Regions from separate parts of the Mus musculus genome. Here region 1 is linked to region 2. The links are chromatin contacts, called in public HiChIP or PLAC-seq maps. All regions are on one chromosome and are shown on one strand. Each heading gives the region's core, a stretch centred on a gene start, on an enhancer-like site or on the middle of the called end of the contact. The rest is flanking DNA. Distances are from core to core; before and after follow the strand shown.

Region 1 (4,637 bases), core at 438-2,937, 500 kb after region 2:
CTTCCCTCTCTTAAAATGGTGATTGACATAGCCCCAAACCCTGTGCTCTGCAGCAGCCCAAGGGGTGTGGTGGGGGCTAGCTCCTCAATCCAGCACACACTATCCTGGGGTGTTGGCTGAGGGGCTCTGGGGCTGGGGGGGGCACAGAGTAGGTAGAAGGACAAGCTCTTCTAACTATTTGTCCACAGCTTCAAAAAGCAGCAAAGACTGCTCTGGAAAGGCATTCTGGGTACAACAGTGGGAGTCAGAAAATGAAGATGTGCCACCAGGGGCCAGGGGTCAGCAGCTGGGAAGCCAGTCCTCACAAAGAACAAGACTTCTTGCTGACCACTGCCTATCTGAACTCTAGGCTCAGGGCTGTTTCTTCCAGGAAGCCTTCTGTGGTTTCTTGGACTGGCTTAACTCCCCATTTTAGACAGAGCTCACATAGTGGGATGCCAGAATCAAGTCTCTCTCTCTCTCTCTCCCTCTCTCTCTCTCTCTCTCTCTCTCTCTCTCTCTCTCTCTCTCTCTCCCCCTCCCTCCCCACTAGACCCTAAGCCCCCTAGGAGCAGAGCCATTTTGTTTAGTGTGCACATATCTGGGTAACAGAGGTACTGGGTGGCTGGTTTGCAGAAGTGCTGTGCTGAGTAGCAGGAGTACTGAGGTGCTGGGTAGCTGGGTTGCAGGAAGGCTTTGTCATTCTGCAAACCTGTTATTCTCCTCTGCAGCTGGGGAAACTGAGGCACCAGCCCCTAAGCACTTATCTGGCTTCCTATCCCCCCCCCCTGGCCACCCCCACCCAACCCCTTTTGCCCCTCAGCTACTTAGTTTTAACATTCTTAGCCCTGGGAGGAAGAATAAGAAGACAGACTTCTCGCTTCTTTTCTTCCTGGTGACCTTTCCATGTAATTAAAAAGCAGCTATTCCCGGAGACGAGGCAGCCGGAAGCAGAGCCGTGGCTCTCTGTGTACGTGTGCGGAAATTGATTGTCTAGAGGACAGAACAGCGCTTAGGCTCTGGCGTCAAAACCACCCCCAGCTTACCCTGGGGTCTAGAGACGCCAGTCTTCCTGCAGTCCAACTGTACATAGTGTTTTCCTGTGGGGAGGGTCGCAAGCTGGACTTCCAAGTCCCCTGAGCCTCTAAGCTACCATTAGAAGTACCTTTTTCTGTGCCTAGAACAGGGCTATGAGCCTCAAAGGCCAGGTTTTGAGAGGAAATTTGAAGCATTCCTGCTCAGAAGAGCTGAGTTCAACCTAGGACCCCAACATTGCTTGCCCAAGAAATGTGGGTGCACAGCCACTTCCCTGTAGAACCTTCTGGGAGATTCATGACTGGCTCTTTCCTAGATTGTGCCATGAATCAGATTTCCTAGATCCAGTGTGACTGTCATGAGCCTGCTTGGCTCCGAGAGTGGCTCTAGGCTTAGCACCCCAAAAGCACTGGGCCCCAGGCTGGAGGGTGGGGAAGCCCCAACTAGGCCTCCACCCTTTGGCTCTCTGCAGCCTGCAGCTGCAGAGGATAATGCATGTTCTGGCTAAGGCCCAGCTCTCCTAAGCCACAGAGAATTGCAATTTAGCAAGTTTATCAAATCCGCCCGAGCTGAGAGGCGCATCTGTGCATGGAGGCATCCTGGTGAATCGAGGCTCCTCTGAACAGCAAGGCTGCCCCCACCCTGTGCTTCCCACAGGCCTGGATTAGCCCAGGCAGCTGGGCAGGAGTGGGGGCCAGGACAGCAGGGGACGTTGGGCTGAGGACTGGGACTGGGGCTTGGCTGTTCATGTGGACCTGGCTAAGACAGAGATGTGTTTCTCAGTAGATGGGGTCTTCTTGCCTATGTAAGAAACCAGGGGAATGGTCTACCAGGCATCCCCTCCCTCCCAGTGCAAGAGAAGATGGGCCAGATGGCTTATTTCTATGTACCCCTTAGACCCTGAGTGTTTGGGAGTGTTTTGACAGCCTGGGCAGACCCTTGTGAACAGAGCATCTGGCTCTTGTAAGCAGGAAAACAGTGTACAGGCCCTTGATGCGGCCCCGAGGTTCCCTCTGGGAGTGTGGGCTGGTGGGTCTCCCTCCACTAGCTAATCCAGGATGCAGGAAGGGCCCAGGTCTCCTCTGGCCGTGGGAAGCTTCTCCCTTCAGTTTCTCGTGTGTTCAGAGTCCAAGTGAGTGAGGTTCTGCCAGGCACTTCTGGTTCGGGCTGCTGAGAGAGGCGCCCCAGACCTCACAGAACTCATGAAGTCACTTAGCCCTCCAGTGCACACCCAGGCTGTGGAGGCACCCACAGAACGCCAAGGATTAGACTCAGTTCCTCCCTCTGGCACTAGGGAGCTTGCCAATCGCCTGGGAGCCCAGCCCTCTGAGGAGGCACGCTCCTACCAGGAAAACTGAGTTGGGAGCCCAGCATATCTAGAAATGGTAACTACGACTCCCTCTAGCCTTTCTTCTCCAAACCAAGTCTCGGGGCTCTTTTGAGAGCATTGGTGTCCTCTTTGAGAGCTGTGTCCGAGCTGCCAGCTACAGCAGACCCCTGCCACGCTCGAGCCAGAGCACCGTGCTCCTCTTAACTGAACCCAAGGCCACCAATAGTTCTTTTTTTTTTTCTTTCCTGAAGAAGTGGTTGCAGTGTTGCGCTCTAGCCTTCATTAGTGATCTTTCTGAAATAGGATGAGACACCTAGTTTTGGGTGACACAGGTTCAGGGGGACCGGTAGCATTCAGAGTCCTGCATGCATAGATTGCTTCAGGGAGGAGTGGGTCTCCTTGACCCCTGCTAGCTCTCCATCTTCTCAGCACAATTCTTCCAGCTGGACAGCCAGGCAGACCCCCCCCCTCCCTCCACACTTCCTGAGAGCCTCTCTGCTAAGCCAGGAAGGCGGAGGGAGCCCACAGCCCTCACATGGTCTTCATTACTGGCTAGGCTCACAGAGCAAGGGGCCCTGGGCCCCAAGTATTGCTGCTCCAGAGATGCTCAAAGCCTGGCGTGGCCGACCTTCTTCTCTGGGGCTCTGGGGCTCTGGGGCTCTGGGGCTCTGGGGCTCTGGGGCTGTACATTCCTTTCCACTGAGCAAGTGCAGCTGGGGAAGATCTACGATGGGAATGGAAAACGTGTTGGGATATTCTAGCACACAGGTGGACGTCACCTCCCCTGACACAGGGAGGTGGTGGGGCTGTGGGGCCACCAGAGGATCTGCTTTGTGCCTGGCTAGCAAGAGCAAGCGGTCGTTGGGCGTTGCTTCCATTGTCCTGAACACATATCTTAGAAGCAGCAGACCTGGGTTTGAATCCATATCTATGAGAATACAAACCAGGGCAGCCCCTTTCCCACATGGTAATGCTTTTTGGGAAACTCTACATGGGAAGCAGGGGGGGGTTGTTCCTGGTTGGGGGGTCCCTTCCTATCCACTTCTGTTGCCAGAGGCCATGAGAGTGTACGCCAAGCAGGCTGCTGCCACTGGACCACCACAACAGACTGGCCCGCAGCCCCTGACTTTCCAGCAGCTAATAAGTCTTACAAATATCCAATCTTGTTAGAAAGTGCACAGTGGCCTGAACAGCTTGGCCAGGAGCCTTGTGGGAAAGTGGAAAACGTTGAGGCTGAGCACAGGCGATCTGGGCCAGAAGCCACTTCCTGTCTCTCCCTAGGATCCTTCTTGAGGCTTCAGAGCTACCTAGCCCAGTTCCCTGTGGTACTCTGAACAGAGACTATCTCCTCCCTTGAGAGAGCCAAATAGATTCCCAGCTCCAGGCATAGTGACTCCATTTTGTCCTACTGCTCTATGGTACTTGACTCTCCTGGTGTTCGACACAGGCCTTTTCATACATTGTAGTTCCTTTCACCTAAATACCCTTCCAGTCCTTCCAGCACAGACTGGGAGATAGCCAACCATCCTGGTCCTAGAAGGATCCCGGAGATCATGGCGGAAGTGACATCACTGTGCCAGTGACATCACAGACTCTACCTGGGGGCCTCAGAGGAAGTGACATTTTGATCCTCCATCCCGAACCAACTTGTTCTCCAAGATGGACTTGGGTGGTGAGAACCCCAGGTCTAGAGATGGTAAGGAGGTCTCCCAAAGAAGTAAAAGGGAGCCTTTCAGGGTGGGTTGGGGATCAGAGGTTCTGATACTAAGAGCGCTCAGATAAGTGATGGGGTGGTGGGATGGGAGAATGGTTGGGTGAAGGTTGTGTGGTAGAATTTTCTAGACGGTGTAGGCCACAAAGCATCTCTGGCTTGGGTCCAATTCCAAGGTAGGGTATTGTCTTACAGGCACAAGTGGCATGCAGAGGAACAAGCCTACGGGAGACCATAGATAGCAAGGGGGAGGGGCAGATTCTGGCCCTCAGCAGAGCAACAGGGACAGAAGATTGACTGCCTCTGGTCAGGAGTCACTTGTGTAGAAGTCAGGGGCTCTGCAGGACCAGGAGGAGTAAGTGGAAGTTATCCAGGGACACTGCTGTCCCTCCTTGCTAAGTGACATGCGCATCCTGATCATAGTCATGAGTATCTTACTATGAGCTTTGTTCTTTATTCTTAGGTCAATGTGGTAAAAAACAACAACAACAACAAAAAAAACAAAACAAAAAAAAAAAAACAACAACAACAAAAAACAAAGAACAAAACAACAACAGAAACAGTACCTGGGGTCAGTGAGAC
Region 2 (4,483 bases), core at 1,144-3,643:
TCCACATGGGGGCCAGGGCCCAGAGGACAGAATGTGAGTCTCTTCCAGGAGTGGTGAGCTCTTGGAGTCAGCCTGAGGAGGGGCTGTGGAGGTCCCTGGCCACATGGCCTGGATTGTTCTTTTTTCTGTGCCTCAGTTTCTTTCTAGTACATGGTGTTAATGAGAGTCAGTTCAGGGAACTGCCAGAGGTTTGGCCTTTGGAAAGGTTTGCTGTTAATCTGACTTAAAATTCTTGTGGTCACTGTTGTACCGGGCTAATGGCTCCGGTCCTTCCCTTAGGCCCCCAAGTGCAGAGAAAGGCGATGGTGCCATGGGGTCTCTGTGTGTGCCCTTGGCTCTGTCACACTGAAGCCACCCAGAATGACTTGTTTCTTGTTGGTTAAAAACACTTACAGCACTTGGAGCAATGGGAACATACTTTTTAATTATTTCCCGGCATGTCTACAGCAATGCTGTTGTCAAGGAAACCAAAGCCTCTGAAAAGCTTTTCAACTTCCCTGTCAAAAGAGGACTCTTGTGCCACACTCATGTCTGTGGGAATGGACCTGTCCTTCTGTAGCAACATCTGTTTCTTCTGGAGGGTTGTTTCCTTTCCTCTAACACATAGAGTCTTCCTGACCTGTTCCCGGGAGTGGCAGGATAGGAAGAACTGCTTGCATTCCTAACACAGTATTTCATTCATCCTGCATCTGTTGCAAGAGTTGGGTGCTGGGACAGAGTGAGATCAGAGACGAATGCCTGGACTAGTCTTCCCTGTGAGGAAGCAGCACAGGGGGTCAGAGCGGGCAGGGAATGGTGGGGCAGGATCATGACTGTGCTGTAGGGTGGAGGATAAGATGCTTTGGGCTGTTGGGGCACTGAGGAGGTGTGATAGATGCACAGCAAGGCCGTGGCAGACCATCCCAAGCACACTGCAAAGACCTAGCAATGTGGCAGAGTGTGCTGCCCCCAGTAACCTAAGGCAATCCAAGGATGCTGGCTGGCTGGGTACCTGAGGCCCAGAGGGACCTGTGCAGCCCTGCTGAGGAGTAGGGAGGGCAAAGAGATTTCAGCACAGTCTTCCAAGTGTGTGTGCTTTCTGTGGTCTGAGCTGCAGCTCCTTGATGTGTGGAGGCATGTCACTGCTGTGTTCCAGCTCCAGAGGAAAGGGCGCTGCCAGCTCGCTCAGGGCTTAATAACTCACTCTGGCTGTGGGAGTGTGGCTCTGCTGTAATGCTGCAGCCTGCACGCCAATAAAACTTTATGGCGGTTAAGCCTGTCAGGGGTGCTGGTTTATACGAAAGAGATGAATCACTGTGAGAAAAACGGGACTCTTAGTTTCTAACGGCCCTTCTTATTCTTCTTGTAAAACTTTAAAAAATAACCCTAGATGTATAAAGCAGCACGCAGTGAGTGCCTGGTCCTTCCCCACGTTCCTCACACTGACCTCCCTCTCACACAGCTAAGAAGTTAACATCAGGCAACTCTACCACACTCAGCTAACTCTGCAGTGCACTTGCCTGCCTTTTACTTAATTTCCTGTTAACGCCCCTTTCCTGTCCCAGGGACCAGTTCAGGGCACCATGCTCCATTTAGATGGCTCTTAGAACTCGGCAGGTGATGTGTTTTGGGGTATCCGAAGAATAGGCTGGAGCTGACCACCTACTCTGAGTTTCCTGTGCTGCTCCAGCCCCACCTGGCCTACACCAGGGACAAATGTGAGGATGCCTAGCTGAGTGTAAACTCCAAGCTTTCAAGGCTGCTGCTTCGTGAGCTCGTGAGCAGGAGAGGGCCTGCTCCACAGGGAGGCCAACAGAGTTCATGTGCCAAGTGCCTTGTGCTCAAGGGTGCTGCCTCCCACTGCATGTTCCTGCTCTTCCTCCTCTTCCTCCTCCTCCTCCTCTTCCTCTTCTTCCTCCTCCTCTTCCTCTCCTTCCTCCTCCTCCTCCTCCTTTTCTTCTTCCTCTTCCTCTTCCTCCTCTTCCTCTTCCTCCTCCTCCTCTACCTCTTCCTCCTCTTCGCCCCCTCCCTCTCCTCCTCCTTTTTCCATCTAGGCCTGACCCGGCCAGCCTTTCGTGCTGACATTGTTGAGAGTTTGTGTTTAGGCAATTCCAGCACTTTGGCATTTTCAGTTTTCCCGTGGTTTATCGGATAATTGAGTGTATCTTGAGGCAGCAACTGAGAGTTGAAATGTGTTGCCTTTAATGAGTGAAACAAGCTCTCCTTGCATACAGATAGCTGCACACTTGTGGGCGCTCCCATCTCCAGCCCTGCTCCTCCCTGTCTCTTCCCTCCATCCTCTCATGTCTTGATTTTACTTTCCCCTTCTGCTTGCCCCTAGTCCTCCATCAACTGTGTCCGCCTCCGCTTGCCTTTCCTCCTTTCCCCACTCCCTCTCCAATTCCCTTCTTGCATTCCTTTCCCAGCAACAGGCCAGTGAAGCTGTTGCCACGGTAACAGAAGCCTAGCAGAGGCTCTGCTCTGCTCTCCCTATGCGGCTAACAGGATGACGCAGATTGCAGATAGTGTTGATTTCTAGAACCATCTGAGCTCTGGCCTGTGGCCTCTGGAGGCCCTTCATCTTCCAAGGGCCATACCAGCACCATAGCTTGTGGTTCTATTCAGCTGATGGTCAATTTTTTTATTTGGAAACTTCAAAATCTGCTTTCCTGCCACTTCAAAATACTGGTTGCATGTGTGGAAGTGTCCCCCAAACCCACCTACATGGAGATAGATGGCAGCGGGAGGGAGGACTGTAGGAACAAGTCACATGCAATCTTTGCTGAGTTGCTGGGATGAATGAATGATTGTTTTAGGATAGGGACTTCAGGTCTAGTTGGATTTTTAAAACTCCAGTGCTTAGTCTCCTCCAGCAGGTGTTTGAGAAGAGCTTGCTGGTTCTAAGACCTGGGTCAGGACTGTGCAGAGCCCAGTGCCACCTCAAGGGATCCGTTAAGGAGCAGGGCTGGTGTGTGGACACAGGGCTGTGCTGACATTACACGGATGCTTGTTTGTCACAGTGGTCCAGTGGGTCCAGCTGGTGCCCATTCTGCTTTCGCATTAACTAGGCTCTGTGGTCCCCTCAGAGGGACCACAGAGCACTTGGCTTCTGGGCCGCCATGGAGCTGGTTGACAGTGGTGGCAGCCGCACTCCATCTGGGTTTGACTCAGGCCCAGCTTGTTGGCATTAGTGAGGATTTGGAGTCCCGCCATTCAGCCAGCACCAGCTAATAGCCCAGCAGGGAAGAGTTAGTCCGTGGATTATATTTAAGTTAGTCCTTATTCCCAAAGGTAACTTTGTTTAATAAAAACCTTAAGCCCCTATTACTGTGCTTATGGGTATCCTGGCTCCAGGGTGTACAAACACGACTTACAAAATTCAAATATTATTTGTGGCGGTGCACAAACATGTTCATTAATAGAGGGTGTGCTAAAAGCACAGGCGAGTTCCGTCTGTGCCTGAATGGTCTTTCTGCACTTGGGTCTTTTTATTTTCATAATCACTTGGAGCTTATTTAAATACCGCCCTTTCAGTAGTGAATTTTCAAGGGAGGACGCTATGTTATGTGAATAACTTCATGGCTACCCACAGTATTTCCAGTCAGTTGCTGTGACTTAAATTGATAATGGACCCCACACAGCAGTTGCTAATGGGGGATAATCTGGGAGTGTTTTGTTATTGTTTTTATTTTAGAAGAAAGGTTTGAAATTAGCATAGTAAATCTCTGTGGGATCTTTGCAAATAAAAGAATATCCACGTTAAAAACAACTTTCAGGAAAGATGTATGGTAATGAATAAAACATCAGTGAGTGAAAATAAGCGTGTTTAATTATTCAAGTAGAAGTAGTAATTTAAACTAATTATTGCTTGCGGATTTCATAATTCAGTTTTTGTCTCGCAATAATATTTCCTCTGGGCCTCTGGGGCGCGTCAGTGGCTGCCCCCGCTCCATTCCTGGGGCAGAGAGGCCTCCTGCCTCCCTGGAGACTCAGCGAGAGAGTGTGGGGTTGCTCAGGTCCCTGTTTCTGCCCTGCTCCTTCTGCCTTTGGTCCACAGCAGTCCCCTGTGCACTGTCTAATTAAGCACTTCCTTATTAATCACCTCTGGTTGGCTCAGGGACTCAGAGCAGCCTGTACATTGATTTCCAAGTGGGGGCTGGCATCTCCCCTCAGCCCCTCAGGGTCGTAGGCTTCCGTGGCATGCATGACCCCTTCTGCCTATCCCCCCCCACCCCAACCCCATACACACTGGGTAGTTTCCTGCTCTTTATGGCTGCCTCAACTTGCCTCTCTTCTTGGAAGCATCTGCTAATCCTCCATGGGAGTCCATCCCCTCCGATAGCTTTATGCTATCAGATTGTGGTCTTTTGTTTGTTTACATTTTTCATATTGGGCTTTTTTTTTTCCCTTTCTTACTTTGCTTCTGTTACTGGGGGAAACATGATCACCTAGAGGAATGGAAAAGTACTGGAGGAAACAGGAAGCAGGCTGCTCCATCATTACC

The links. HiChIP or PLAC-seq counts read pairs in DNA pulled down with a chosen protein or histone mark.
Region 1: an H3K4me3 HiChIP or PLAC-seq map of embryonic basal ganglia shows a contact between it and region 2, with 3 times the contacts expected there. The contact joins two enhancer-like sites. A contact is called at or near these places in 2 of 15 datasets of contacts at CTCF or cohesin (the NIH/3T3 cell line and large pre-B cells), 6 of 484 Hi-C or Micro-C datasets (the AML12 cell line, CD8 T cells, the Patski cell line and 3 more), 5 of 115 datasets of contacts at active chromatin or transcription factors (the NIH/3T3 cell line, differentiating embryonic stem cells, embryonic basal ganglia and 2 more) and 1 of 9 other capture datasets (embryonic stem cells).

What each region holds. Positions count from the first base shown.
Region 1 is chr12:109,409,959-109,414,595 of GRCm38.p6, forward strand. No RefSeq gene overlaps it. Among named protein-coding and RNA genes, the nearest start is that of Dlk1, 41 kb to the right of the region's middle. Within about 2 kb of position 1,688, at least 48 of the 459 cell types and tissues checked have an H3K27ac peak or open chromatin away from gene starts, as enhancers often do. A contact at or near this core is called in embryonic basal ganglia, where this site is marked.
Region 2 is chr12:108,913,713-108,918,195 of GRCm38.p6, forward strand. The region is part of intron 2 of Wdr25 (WD repeat domain 25); the gene reads left to right. Among named protein-coding and RNA genes, the nearest start is that of Wdr25, 22 kb to the left of the region's middle. Within about 2 kb of position 2,394, at least 97 of the 459 cell types and tissues checked have an H3K27ac peak or open chromatin away from gene starts, as enhancers often do. A contact at or near this core is called in embryonic basal ganglia, where this site is marked.